Linked DNA regions of Sus scrofa: all the other regions are linked to region 2. A link is a contact called in public HiChIP or PLAC-seq data. All regions are on one chromosome and are shown on one strand. Each heading gives the region's core, a stretch centred on a gene start, on an enhancer-like site or on the middle of the called end of the contact. The rest is flanking DNA. Distances are from core to core; before and after follow the strand shown. Region 1 overlaps C1H9orf50. Region 2 holds the start of LOC110256380. Region 3 has its middle 100 kb from the start of NTMT1.

Region 1 (3,630 bases), core at 662-3,161, 350 kb after region 2:
GCCGCTCTCCCTGCCTCTGCGGTGCCCCCTGTGCTGGAGGATGGACCCCCAGCAGGAAGGGTCCTCCAGACCACCCTGCTTGCCCCGTGGAGAGGGAGCCGCACGGTGGTCTGCTGGCGGCTCTTCTGGCTGAACTTGAATCCTGACTCCAACACTTAAGAACCAAGCGACCTTGAGAAAGAGCTGAGCTTCTTTGGACCTCGGTTTCCTCGTCTGGATGAGACAACGCGGGGACGTGGGGCTGAAGGCTGGGCCCTGGCAGAGGACACGTGTGGACCTGGTCCCAGCTCCTGCCCTTGGCCGATCCTGGGCAAGACCCCCAGTCTTCTCTGGGCCTCAGTTTCCTTATCTGGGGGAGGGGGAGGAAGAGGCCCTTGCAGGGGGTGGAGAGGCCAGACTGCCCAGGGGAAGGAGCAGTGATTTTCCTGCCTCTCCCACTGCTTGCTTCTGCCCTGGGTTGGGAGTTACTCCTCCCTCTCCCCACCCCCAAAACTAGACCCTGCTCCCACCCTGGTTTGGCACAAGTCCACCCACAGCCCTGGGCAGGGGTGCGGGGTGCAATAGCAAGGGAGCTATTGCCCAGAGCGAGAAGGGCAGACAGGAACTGGCAGAGACCAGTGTGTGTGTGTGGGGGGGGTACACCTGCCTTTCCCCCCTCCCCGAGATTCAGGGGGATCTGAGGTTGGCACCAGCTCCAGCCACGGCTGCTTCCCCCACCTTCCAGCCAGGCTGCTCCCTGGAGCCCAGGAAGGACTGGCCACCTGCCAGCCCCGAGTGGAAATGTACCAGAGAAAAGGACCCTGCCAGGGACCCCGGGGAGGGTCCATCCCTTCCCTGCAGCACTCCTCTCACCCCCCCCTTCTTAGTCACCCCACGTTCAGGTGCAAGCTCTGCCTGCAGAGGAGCAGCAGGGGCGTGTTGGAAAGGTCTGCAGAGGGCGGGGGAGGGGGCTGCATATGTGGCCTCGAAGTTAGCAAGTGGACCTGGGAATGTGGGGGCTGGGGTCGCTAGGAGACCCTAACAGTGGGAGGGTGTGCGTGGGGGTCCTCCGTGAGTATATGATGTTTCTAAGTGCTGTGTGTGGGGGGGGTGGTACCCGGGGACATGTCTTTGTGGGGCGTGTGTCTGTGGAGCATCCTTACGCCGTGTGTTCATATATGTGTGTTGCGTGTTTCTCTGATGTCTGTGTCGTGTGTGTGTGTGTGTGTGTGTGTGTGTGTGTGTGTCGTGGGGGGGCGGGGGGTGCGCGCGCCCGCGCGGGGCGCGTCTCCGAGGCGCGGTCCGCGGCTGCCCCTTCGTGTCCCCGATTCTGTTGGGAGTGGTGGGAGGTGAGGCTCGAAGCTGCCGCTCAAGGTCCTCTTGACACAGAATCCATGTTTGTCGAGGAGGGAAAGAGGGAGCGTAGGGAAGAGAGGGGAGGAGAACCGGGAGCGGGAAGGAAGAAATGAAGCTGGGGGGGCGGTGGGGGGAGCGGGAGGGGAGGGGTCCCCGAGAAGCCGGGCTGCGGAACCCCATGTGGCCGCCAGCCGAGTGCCCAGCTCCACCCCTCCCGGCAGGTCCCATCTTAGGGACCCGAACTCGGCACCCCACGCACCCAACCCACCCCGCCGCCCCTGCGCGTCGCACGCGGGCCTCAATTTCCAGTGCCCGAGGCCGACGGCTCTGTTGCAAGTTGAGCAGTTTTTTGGTTTAACAAAAAGCGAGAAAGGGAATCTGGGGGTCGGGGGAGCCCCTCCCCCCCAACTCCCGAGGCCCGGCCTTGACCTCGGGCAGGTGGAAGGAGGCGGCGCGGCGCGGGACGGGAGACACCGGCGCAGCGCGAGGGGAAAAGTTTCCGACCCTTTAGCAAGAGGCTGAGAAGTTTCGGCCGCGCCGAGCGGCGTCAAAGCCAGGCCAACACTGCCCCCGCGTGGGCGCGGCGCGGCGCTGCAGCCGGTGGCCGGCTTGGGGTCCCCCGCGGCCCTGCAGGGGAAACTGAGGCTCAGAGAGGGCGAGGGGGGCGCTGTGCAAAGCCACGGGGAGGAGATGCAGTAGAATCAGGCCTCCTCTGGTACCCGCGGGCTCTCTAAGAAATAGAAATACTGGGCGGGAGCGGCGGGGAGCATCGCGGAAGTCAGGGGATTGAAATCCCACTCCAGTCTTTAGTGAAGGGGTGTGGTAGCACTGCCCCAGGGTTTGTAGATCTTTAGCCTTATGTTTTGGAGCCATGGAACCCCTTCAAAACAGGCCTCCTCCATCCACAACCTGTTCTGGCCCTAACATCCCCGGGGGCCCGTCCAGCCCAAATCCCACCCTTTCCTATTCAGGCCCTTGTCTGGATGTGGATTCCGTGGTTGTTTCCTCACTGCCCAGGAGGTGGCGATAAAGACCTCGATCCTGGGCTGGGCGAGGGGTTGGAGCCAAAGAGCTGCTGAGAAGGGGGGGGGGGTGGTGGCTCAAGCTTTGCCCAGCAGTTGGAATGCGGGTGCGTGGCAGGTTCAAACCCGGCAGACAGGCGAATGGGGGCAGCACTGCTGGGTCCGTGCAGCGGTCAGATAAACCCCAGGCAGTTCCTTGTCTTTGGTCACCTCCTGATAGGACTCTTAGACATTGCCCGCCTCACAGCACTCCCCCCATCCTCTGCCCCACCTAGAAGAGAAACATCTGGCACTTGCCTACCCAGATGCTTGCCCTCCAGACCAGATGGTGAGAACCTGGCCTGGGGAACGTGAGACAAATGTTTGTCCCTTGGGTCAAAATCTGGACGCCCTCACCCCACGGGGTAGTCAGCAAGCAGCCTTTGGTTCTAGTCAAAGATGGTGGCTGGGGTGGAGGAGTCAGCCCAGGTCGGTGCCTGCTTCAGGTTCGGGCTGATCCAGGGTGACAGAGGCTTGGTCCCAGGTATGAAGTGGGTGGCAGGGTCTCCCACCTCCCAGAAGAGGGGCTCACTGGAACAAGCCTGACCCTTGAAGACGCCTTGCCTCCACCCCTCAGCTTCATCTCAGCTGTGACTCTGCCCCTTCCCTCCCCCTGGGGTCCAGGACCCCTGAAGATCAGAAACCAAGCACCTGGACAGGCTTGTAGGGGGAGACCTGGCAGCAGGTCCCAGCCACCTGGGATGTGCGTTTATTTGTGGGTCAGGGAAGGCCTCTCCTCACCCCCGCCCATGGCCATGCCTGGGCTTTGGCACAGCGGCCATTCACCTCCGAGTGCGGTACGATGCCGAAGGCAGGAGGAGCTGGTACCCCTTCGGGCGGCCTCGTTTCAGGACCGTGTGCAAGACCAAGCTGGGCAGGAAGGACTCCTAGAGCCAGAAGGAGGACCAGCTGGGGGTTTGGGGGGCCTCTGGTCAGGATCTGGGGTTCCCTGGGCCCAGGGGGGGTTCTACACTGCAGCTCCAGGGGGTAAGGGCCTCAATCAGCCCCATTTTACAGATGTAAAAACTGACGGGCAAAGAGACCCCCACCACTGGCAATGAGGAGCTGGGATCTGAACCCAGGCAGCCCAGCCCGAGGGCCTACCCCTTAGCCGACCACACACTCAGAGCCCCAGCCACCCCACTGAGCACCCCCAGCCCAGGCAGGGGCTCCAGGTGGCTGGCTGCCAGCAGTTGCTCACCAGCTTCTGGGTCCAGGAAAAGGGTGATTCCTC
Region 2 (3,639 bases), core at 146-2,645:
CCCAGCCCCGCGGGTCCCCGGGTCCCCGTGCCCTCGGGGGTCCCTAGAAGGCGACAATGGCTCGAGTCCAGGCGCCGAGGCTGGCGAGCGCCTGCTTGGCGCACAGCTGCCCGTTGAGCGGCGGCGGCTGCTCGGAGGAGTCCGGCTGTCGGCTCACCAGCCCCGAGAAGCCCGAGCCAAAGATGGAGATCAAGTTTGAGATGTTGGACGCGTCCGGGGACGAGTCCGGGCAGAAGTCCTCGAAGCGGGCGCGCTTGCAGGGGGCAAACGTGGCGCCCCCGGGGGGCTCGGCCCCCAGGTCGCCTGCATCGTCGTCGTCGTCCTCCTCCTCCTGGCCAGGGTAATACTTGCGCTTGCAGCCGGCAGCGGACGCCAGGCCAGGTCCCGGGGCGCCCTGGCCACAGCAGGGGCAGTGGGCGGAGGCGCAGCAGTCCTGGTGCAAGTAACCGTTCTCCACCGTGGTCACCACGTGAGTGTCCAGGTCCAGCACAGTGGTCTGGCTGCTGCAGTGCACGCCGAAGTCCGAGGGGGCCGGGTACGCGCCCCGGTAGAAGCCGGGGGAGGAGGCGGGGGCCGGGGAGGCGGGCGGGGAGGCGGCGGCAGCGGCCTGAGGGGCGGCCCCTGGGGGCGCGGAGGGCGCGGAGCAGGCTGCCGAGGCGCGAGGGTCCCGCGGGCAGAGCGCGGCGGGCGCGGGCGGCGGCAGCGGCGCAGGACCCGGCTGCAGCGGCTCCAAGGGCTGCCCGCGGTGGGGCGCGCCGTGCGGCGGCTGGAGCGCGGCGCACCCGGGCAGCTCCGAGAGCGCCCCCGCGCCGCCCGCGGGCGCCCCGGCCGCCGCCGCGCAGCCCCTGGGCGCCGGGTGCTGGTGCTGGTGCAGCTGCTGCTGGAGGTGCAGCTGGTGGAGCTGGTGGAGCTGGTGCAGCTGATGCCGGGCGGCCGGTTCGCGCGCCTCCGCGTCCCCGCCGCCGCCAAGTTGGAGCGGGCCGAAGTCGGCCGCGCTGGCCGGCATGCCCGGCGCCGCGTACGCGAGGTGCTGGTGCTGGTGGTGGGGCGGCTGCTGCTGTTGCTGCTGTTGCTGCTGCTGGCGCCGGTAGAGCTCGGCGTAGCGCTCGCTCAGGTAGAGCTGGCGCGCGTTGCGGAGCACGTAGGACACCAGGAGGTTCTTGTGCAGCTTGATGCCGCCGCGCTGGGTCCGGGAGCTGTGGATCTTGCGCAGGGAGATGCTGATCAGGCTCTGGGCGTCCAGGGCGCACTCCATGCTCCCGCGGAGACGGCGGCGGCAGAGCAGCCGCGGCCGCTGCTGCTGCTAATGCTGCTGCTGTTTCGGCCTCCAGCCGGCCTCCGGGACGCGCCGGGCACGGGAAACGGAGCCCGGGTCAGCGGGTCGGCTGCGCTCTGAGAGGAGCCGCCACCATGCGCTGCGCGCCACCCGCAGGTTCGTGCTCCCCAGACGGCGCCAAAGCAATGAGCCTCGGCCGGCCCCGGCCCCAGCTATTTAGCTGGGCGTCCGGGCCCCGCCCCACACCTGGTGAACCAATAACAGTGCCCAGAACCTCCCGAGTGACAGACGCTGCCCGCCCCGGGGCCACTCGGCTGGCCAATCAGACCAAGGCGGTTCCTTTGTGCTATTCAAATACCGAACGGACCCCGGGCCTCCAACGCCGTCGCTGCCTCGAATGTTCTCCTGGAGCCGCCGCGCAGCGCGGGACTCGGAGCCGCTGGGGCCGCTGTCTGCGACGTGGGTCGCCTCGCACCCGCCACGTTGGAACCCGCAGCCGCCCTCGGCCTAGTTCCTGGGAGCCGGGGGTCGGCTCACCTGCGTGCTGCGGCGACGACTCCTCCCCCTTCCGCACGGCTGGGCCTCACCTGCGGCAGGTGCGCACGGCTCCCACTCCCGGCCACGCGGCACCTCCTATCTCACCTGCTGCCCCTGAGTGACCCGTGGGACCCAAGGCCTTTGCAAGAGACTAGTGGGGCTGCCGGCTTGACCTTTGAGGACCCTCTGGGGGGAAAGAGATTTCAAGGTACCCAAAGCCGCGGAGAATGTTGGGCCTGATGCCTTGACTTTTTGACGGAGAAGCCCCAGGGAATACTTGGGGAACGGCCTCCCACCCCCTTTGTCTGATGGGAGAAGCCAAAACCTGGTAAATTTTGGTCTCCGCTGGTGGAGGAGTCTTGAGAGTCTTGGGCCTCAAACAGCTGAGGTCTAAACGAGTTCTGAGAGCCGGCATCCGCTGTCCTAATCACCAGTTCTGTAACCTTTCCTTTCCTCTCTAACCAATAAGAATGACAATAGGGACTATTATGTGCCTAGAATGGGCAGGCCCCTGCCACAAACGCCCTGAATCCTTTCTGGGGACTGCTTGCAGAGCAGGGACAGTCTCAGAGCAGTGGGGTTGACTCGTGGGAAATCACACAGCTCCTAAAGGGCGGAGCTCAGATTCGGGCCAGGACTGTGAACTCCAGACAGGAGGCTGATACCATGGGCTGAGAAACTCACCTGCTTATCTTTTGTTGACAATGTTTTGCCTTTTTTTTTTTTTTTTTGGCAGAGCTTGAGGCCTATGGAAGTTCCTGGGGCAGGGATCAAACCTGCACACCACAGCGACCTGAGCTGCTGTAGTGACAATGCCAGGTCCTTAACCCACTGCACCACAAGGGAACTCCACAAGGGATGGGAGGAGGTCCCAGGAGCAAACTTCTTGTTGTTTCGCCCTCTCCTTGGGTCTGCTCTTCTCAGCATGCTCATCCCTTGGTGGCTGTGAAGGGACCCAGCCAGCCCATCCTGCACTCTCTGGCTCTCCCTTCAGTCTTAAGAATTCCCCAGGTTTCTCCGTTTCCTCAGCTTTTCAGCATCTACTCAGTGCCAGGCATCCAGGGTAAAAACAGATTTAAGGAGCACTTACCCCATTTTTTAGACAAAACTTGGGGCACTGAGAGCTGAAGGGACTTGCCTAAGGTCCCACAGCTCCAATCCAGTGCTCTGGTCTTTCCAGGCCATCCATGACCAATCTCGAACCGGTCTGAGCTTCTGGGATCAGAAACACCTCTTCTGCTCCCCCCACCCCCCAACCCAGAGGAGCCAGGATTGACATTTTAGAGAAACTGTGAGAAAGGGTGTCTTACTTCCATTCTATTGGTGATCTGATGATAGGAATCTGCAAGAGTGGAGGTTGTTTATGTGATAATACCTGTAAGAATAAAAATATACTGCTCCTAGCTTCCCTAGGGCCTGTCTTTTAAAATTTTTGGCTGTCATGTTTTTAATTAATTTATTTTTAGCCACACCAGAAGCGTGTGGAAGTTTCCGGGCCAGGCATCAAACCCGTGCCACAGGAGCAATCAGAGCCACAGCAGTGACGACAATACCAGATCCTTAACCTGCTGCACCACCAGGGAACTCCCTGAGAATTTTTTTTTTTAATGTCTGCACCTAAGGCATATGGAAGTTCCCATGCTAGGGGTCAAATTGCGGAGCCGCAGCTGCCAGCCTACGCCACAGCCACACCAGATCCAAGCTGAATCTGCGACCCCTACCATCGCAGCTTGTGGCAACGTCTGATCCTTAACTTGCTGAGCAAGGCCAGGAATCGAATCTGCATCCTCATGGATACTAGTTGGATTCTTAACCCCTGCACCACA
Region 3 (3,807 bases), core at 258-2,757, 260 kb after region 2:
ACGCAGAGAACCCCTGCTGCCAGAAACAGGAGGCACTTAAGCACTGGCTGGATGAACAAATGAATGAATGAATGAGTGAGTGATGGCGGCCCCCAGGCCCAAGGAGGAGGGCCAGGAGACTTGCAGACCGTCTGCCTGCTCCCTTGTGAAGCAAGACATCCTGTGTCCTGGGGAGCCCTTGGTGTGCAGTGGTGTGGGAGCCGGCTTCAAGAGGGGGAGACAATGGGGCACTGGGAGCCTGATGGGAGGGAAACAGGCCATGAGCTGTGTTTCTAGGGAAACACTCTAATACCTGGGCATGGGCAGCACTGGGGTGCCAGAGGGACTTTCAGGTACCCCCAGATTACCCCAGCTGGGACGCGAACACACGGTTCCACGGGGGCAGCACAGTGTGGTCGGTAAAGCTGGAGGCTCTGGACATTTCTGGGCTCCAGCTTCACCCCCACTGGCTACACCAGTGCCTCTGTGTCCTGGTCTGGGAGAGGGCCTGAGAGAGCCCCCTACAGCACAGGTTTGCAGGGAAGCTCTTGGGAGAGGTGCCAGCTCAGCACCTTCTGTCTGCCATTGTTATAAAACAGCAGCACAGGAGAGCAGGAAGCAGAGGGCACCCAGCAGCCAGGCCCTGGGCTCTGGTCCTTCCGCGCAACCCAGGGTCTTCCCAGGCCTCAGTTTCCTCATTTGTATGCTCAGATCCCGCAACCCTTCTCCCAGACCCTAGGTCAGACTGCAGGCACAGCTGCCTCCCCCAGACCTGCCCACTCATACACACACACACACTCATACACGTTCCGCTCAGACCCGGAAAGCACATCCCATCCTCACGCTCAGCCCCTCGCCCGGGGCATCCAGGTCCTTGCCACTCGGCCCTCACCCTTGCCCAGGGCACCCACACCCGCTCACACTCCTGCTCACACTCCCACACAACCCAGGTCGGCTGTGCACCAACTATTGTCGCGGGCGGGGCTGGGAGCGGGAGGGAAAAAAACCCACGACTCAGCCGGAGAAGAGGGGTGCGGGGGTGCGCGGGCGAGGGAAATGACAGCCCGCGGTCCCCCTCGAGTCCCGGCTCATGAATATTAATGCCGTGGTAATTAAAATGCAGGGACGCAGCAGGATGGATGCGGCTGCCTCCGGAGCGCTGGGGAGCGCGGCGTCCTCGGCGAGGCGTCTTCGCAGGCGTGTGGAACCCGCTCCTCGCCGGCGAGCGCGGGATCGGGCTCCGGGGCTCGGATCCGGGGCCGCGGGCAGGGGACGGCGGGGGCGGGGGGGGGGGGTCGGTGCTTTTCGGCGCGGCCGAGCGTGGCTGCCCGGCGTTCCCGCCCGTGCCCCTCCGCGCCCTGCCCCGGCCCGGGCTGCCCGCCAGGCCGCCGGTTCCCGGAGCCGGCCCCCTCCCGCCCTCGCGGCCCGGTGACGTCATCTGCACAAAACTTTCCGCTTCCCGGCCGTCTCGGGGCCCTGAGTCATCGCCGCCCCCGGCCCGGCCCTCGCCGTCTGTTTGTGCAGAGCTAGGCCCCGCTGGCCCCGGCCTGACGTCAGGCTGACAGGGCCTGGAACTGCGTGGGGCCCCTGAGGGCCGGGGACAGCCTCCGGGGTGGGGGCTGTGGAGCAGACCCCGGGGAAAAGCAACACACCGGGGGTCCAGGTTCAAATCCGGAGTCATCTTATGCAGATTGCCTGATCTCGGGCCAGTCCTCTGGGCTCTCTGAAAGTCCGGTTTCCTCCTTTGTCCCTTAGCAAATCTTCCCAGACTCCGTAAGTGGATTGTACAGCTGGGTGAACCCAGGCCCAGAGACGGGAAGGGACTGGCTCAAAGTCACACAGCGCTGGGGCAGCAGCCCAAGTTCTTGCCACCTTGCCACGTGCTCTTAGCCATGGGTGAGGACCCTTTGGGGCAGATGCTGAGAAAACCAGCTGCAGACATACAAGGTGGGGCTGGGGGCGGGGGCGGGGCACATTCCGGAGCACCACCGCCTGGGCATGAGTCCTGGCGAGTTTTCTCAGCGCTAAGAGCAGGACTCCTAATCTAGAATAATAGCCATGTGGAATCTACCAGGATACAGGATCAAATGAGAAAGGATCATCCCATGGGAAGGCTGGGGAGCAGCTGTCGGCACATGAGTAAGCTGCTGATCCCCGTTGCAGTCAGGTGACGGGGCCATTTTGGAGTCAGATCACCCGGGTTCAAATCCTGGCTCTCGTTGTCCCTCCTCCAGTCCCTTCTTTGTCCCCTCAGGCCAGTTACTAACTGCTGTGCCCTGTGCCAGGGCTGCCGTTTTCAGCATCTCCGGCCTCCTGGGTTGCTGGGAGAGCCTGTGAGCAAATGCCCACTCCATCCTTCACCAGAGGCACACACAGAGCATGCGGAAAGCATGGGCAGTTCTTAGGCTCTTCCTTGGGTCTTCGGCATATCATCTTGGGACCCAGTTTATAGATGAGAAACTAAGACCCTTTTGGCTCCTGCTGTCAGGGGCGGAGCAGGAATTATTAGGCTCAGATCTGGGATCCCAGACCGTACAGCTTCCCAGATGCATGGCCAGGGCTCTGGTTGTTCTCCAAACTCACTCCCACCTCCATCCAGCATCTGCCTCTGGTCCAGGCCTGCCCCTCCCGCCCGGTCAGTGTGGATTGACCCCTCGGCGCACCCCCCACTCCTGCCCACGCACACCCTTAAGCTATCAGAGAAAGACCCGCCCTGTACCCCCACATCCTTGCTTCTCCCTTCCTGCCCCCCCTCACCCCCCAGCCTCACTGGAGACATTATCAAGTACTCCAGTGCTTGGGGTGGCCTCTTCTTGCCTAGAGGCTTTTGCAGGGCTGTTCCCTCCCTCCCTCTGCCTGGAACACCCCCTCTGCTCCCCCGTTTTCCCCCTCAGCTCTTCCCCTGGGGAGTGTCCCAGGTACCACCACCCCACAACACACACACCCACAGCACACACTCCCCCACATCACACAGACCATACCACACAGGCAGAGACACACCCCATTACACAGATCACAGACGCACACACACACACTCCATATGCCATAGACGGCAGACACATACCCCGCACGCATCACACAGACCCTTCCACATGCACACCTGGCATACCCTGACCACACAACAGACACACACACAGACCGACTGGAGGAGACACAGCAAGGCTGCATCTGTGCCCCTCCTCTGGGCTCCTGCAGCCTCTAATTGTGCCCCCCCCCCATGGTATTAACCCTCCCACCAGCGAGGGTGGGGACCCAGCCCCTTCTCCCCTTCCCGCACAGGGTCTTGCACAGCTAGTGCCTGGCCCCCGACCCCCTCCCATGGCCAGCACTGTGCCAGTCCCACCTCCATCAAGGCCCATTTCTGCCAAGAGCTGTCCCCACTCCCGCTAAGCTCCAGGCTCAGCCCTCTCCCCCGAAGATCACACTTCCCTGGGCTTTGGTCAGCCCCATCCCACCCAGACCACAGCTACTGGAGACAAAGGACTGTGTCCCCACCCCCCTCCCACCCCCATCAACCCCTTCCAGGTCTCAGGAATATCTGGTGACTTGAACTGCGCCACCGGAGCCTTAAGGTCACGTCTCTCTGGGGTCTCCACTTTCTCATCTGCAAAATGGGGTAACATTGAAAATGCCTTGCAGAAGCTCAGACGTGTCACAGTGGGTGTCATTTCAGGGCTGCTGGGTTCCTGTGGGACTGAGTTGTGAGTCCACTGAGCTTTGGTGGAGGTAACCAGCCCCTAGGGAGCCCCTTACCCAAGTGAGTGTCCTGGTGGTGCCCTTCCTGCAAATTGGGTCCCTGGAGCACTTTGTACCCAGCCCTGGAGGTGG

Evidence for each region. HiChIP or PLAC-seq counts read pairs in DNA pulled down with a chosen protein or histone mark.
Region 1: a contact with region 2 is called in an H3K27ac HiChIP or PLAC-seq map of skeletal muscle. The contact joins the enhancer-like site here to the promoter of LOC110256380 in region 2. A contact is called at or near these places in 4 of 5 promoter capture datasets (fetal skeletal muscle, liver and skeletal muscle), 15 of 47 Hi-C or Micro-C datasets (alveolar macrophages, embryonic fibroblasts, fetal heart ventricle and 9 more) and 2 of 2 datasets of contacts at active chromatin or transcription factors (alveolar macrophages and skeletal muscle).
Region 3: an H3K27ac HiChIP or PLAC-seq map of alveolar macrophages shows a contact between it and region 2. The contact joins the enhancer-like site here to the promoter of LOC110256380 in region 2. A contact is called at or near these places in 3 of 5 promoter capture datasets (fetal liver, fetal skeletal muscle and liver), 7 of 47 Hi-C or Micro-C datasets (embryonic fibroblasts, fetal heart ventricle, fetal skeletal muscle and 3 more) and 2 of 2 datasets of contacts at active chromatin or transcription factors (alveolar macrophages and skeletal muscle).

The regions. Positions count from the first base shown.
Region 1 is chr1:269,805,885-269,809,514 of Sscrofa11.1, forward strand. C1H9orf50 reads right to left here. Exons shown (of 13, transcript XM_021085475.1): 12 at 3,598-3,630; 13 at 3,061-3,283. The coding sequence ends at 3,179. Among named protein-coding and RNA genes, the nearest start is that of NTMT1, 12 kb to the right of the region's middle. Within about 2 kb of position 1,912, at least 39 of the 83 cell types and tissues checked have an H3K27ac peak or open chromatin away from gene starts, as enhancers often do. A contact at or near this core is called in alveolar macrophages, retroperitoneal adipose tissue, skeletal muscle and 2 more, where this site is marked.
Region 2 is chr1:269,454,056-269,457,694 of Sscrofa11.1, forward strand. LOC110256380 reads left to right here and starts at 1,396. Exons shown (of 3, transcript XM_021070004.1): 1 at 1,396-1,872. The coding sequence starts at 1,411. It overlaps IER5L (immediate early response gene 5-like protein), which reads right to left and starts at 1,469. Exons shown (of 1, transcript XM_005674588.3): 1 at 1-1,469. The coding sequence starts at 1,255. The coding sequence ends at 44.
Region 3 is chr1:269,716,159-269,719,965 of Sscrofa11.1, forward strand. No RefSeq gene overlaps it. Among named protein-coding and RNA genes, the nearest start is that of NTMT1, 100 kb to the right of the region's middle. Within about 2 kb of position 1,508, at least 71 of the 83 cell types and tissues checked have an H3K27ac peak or open chromatin away from gene starts, as enhancers often do. A contact at or near this core is called in alveolar macrophages, embryonic fibroblasts, fetal liver and 4 more, where this site is marked.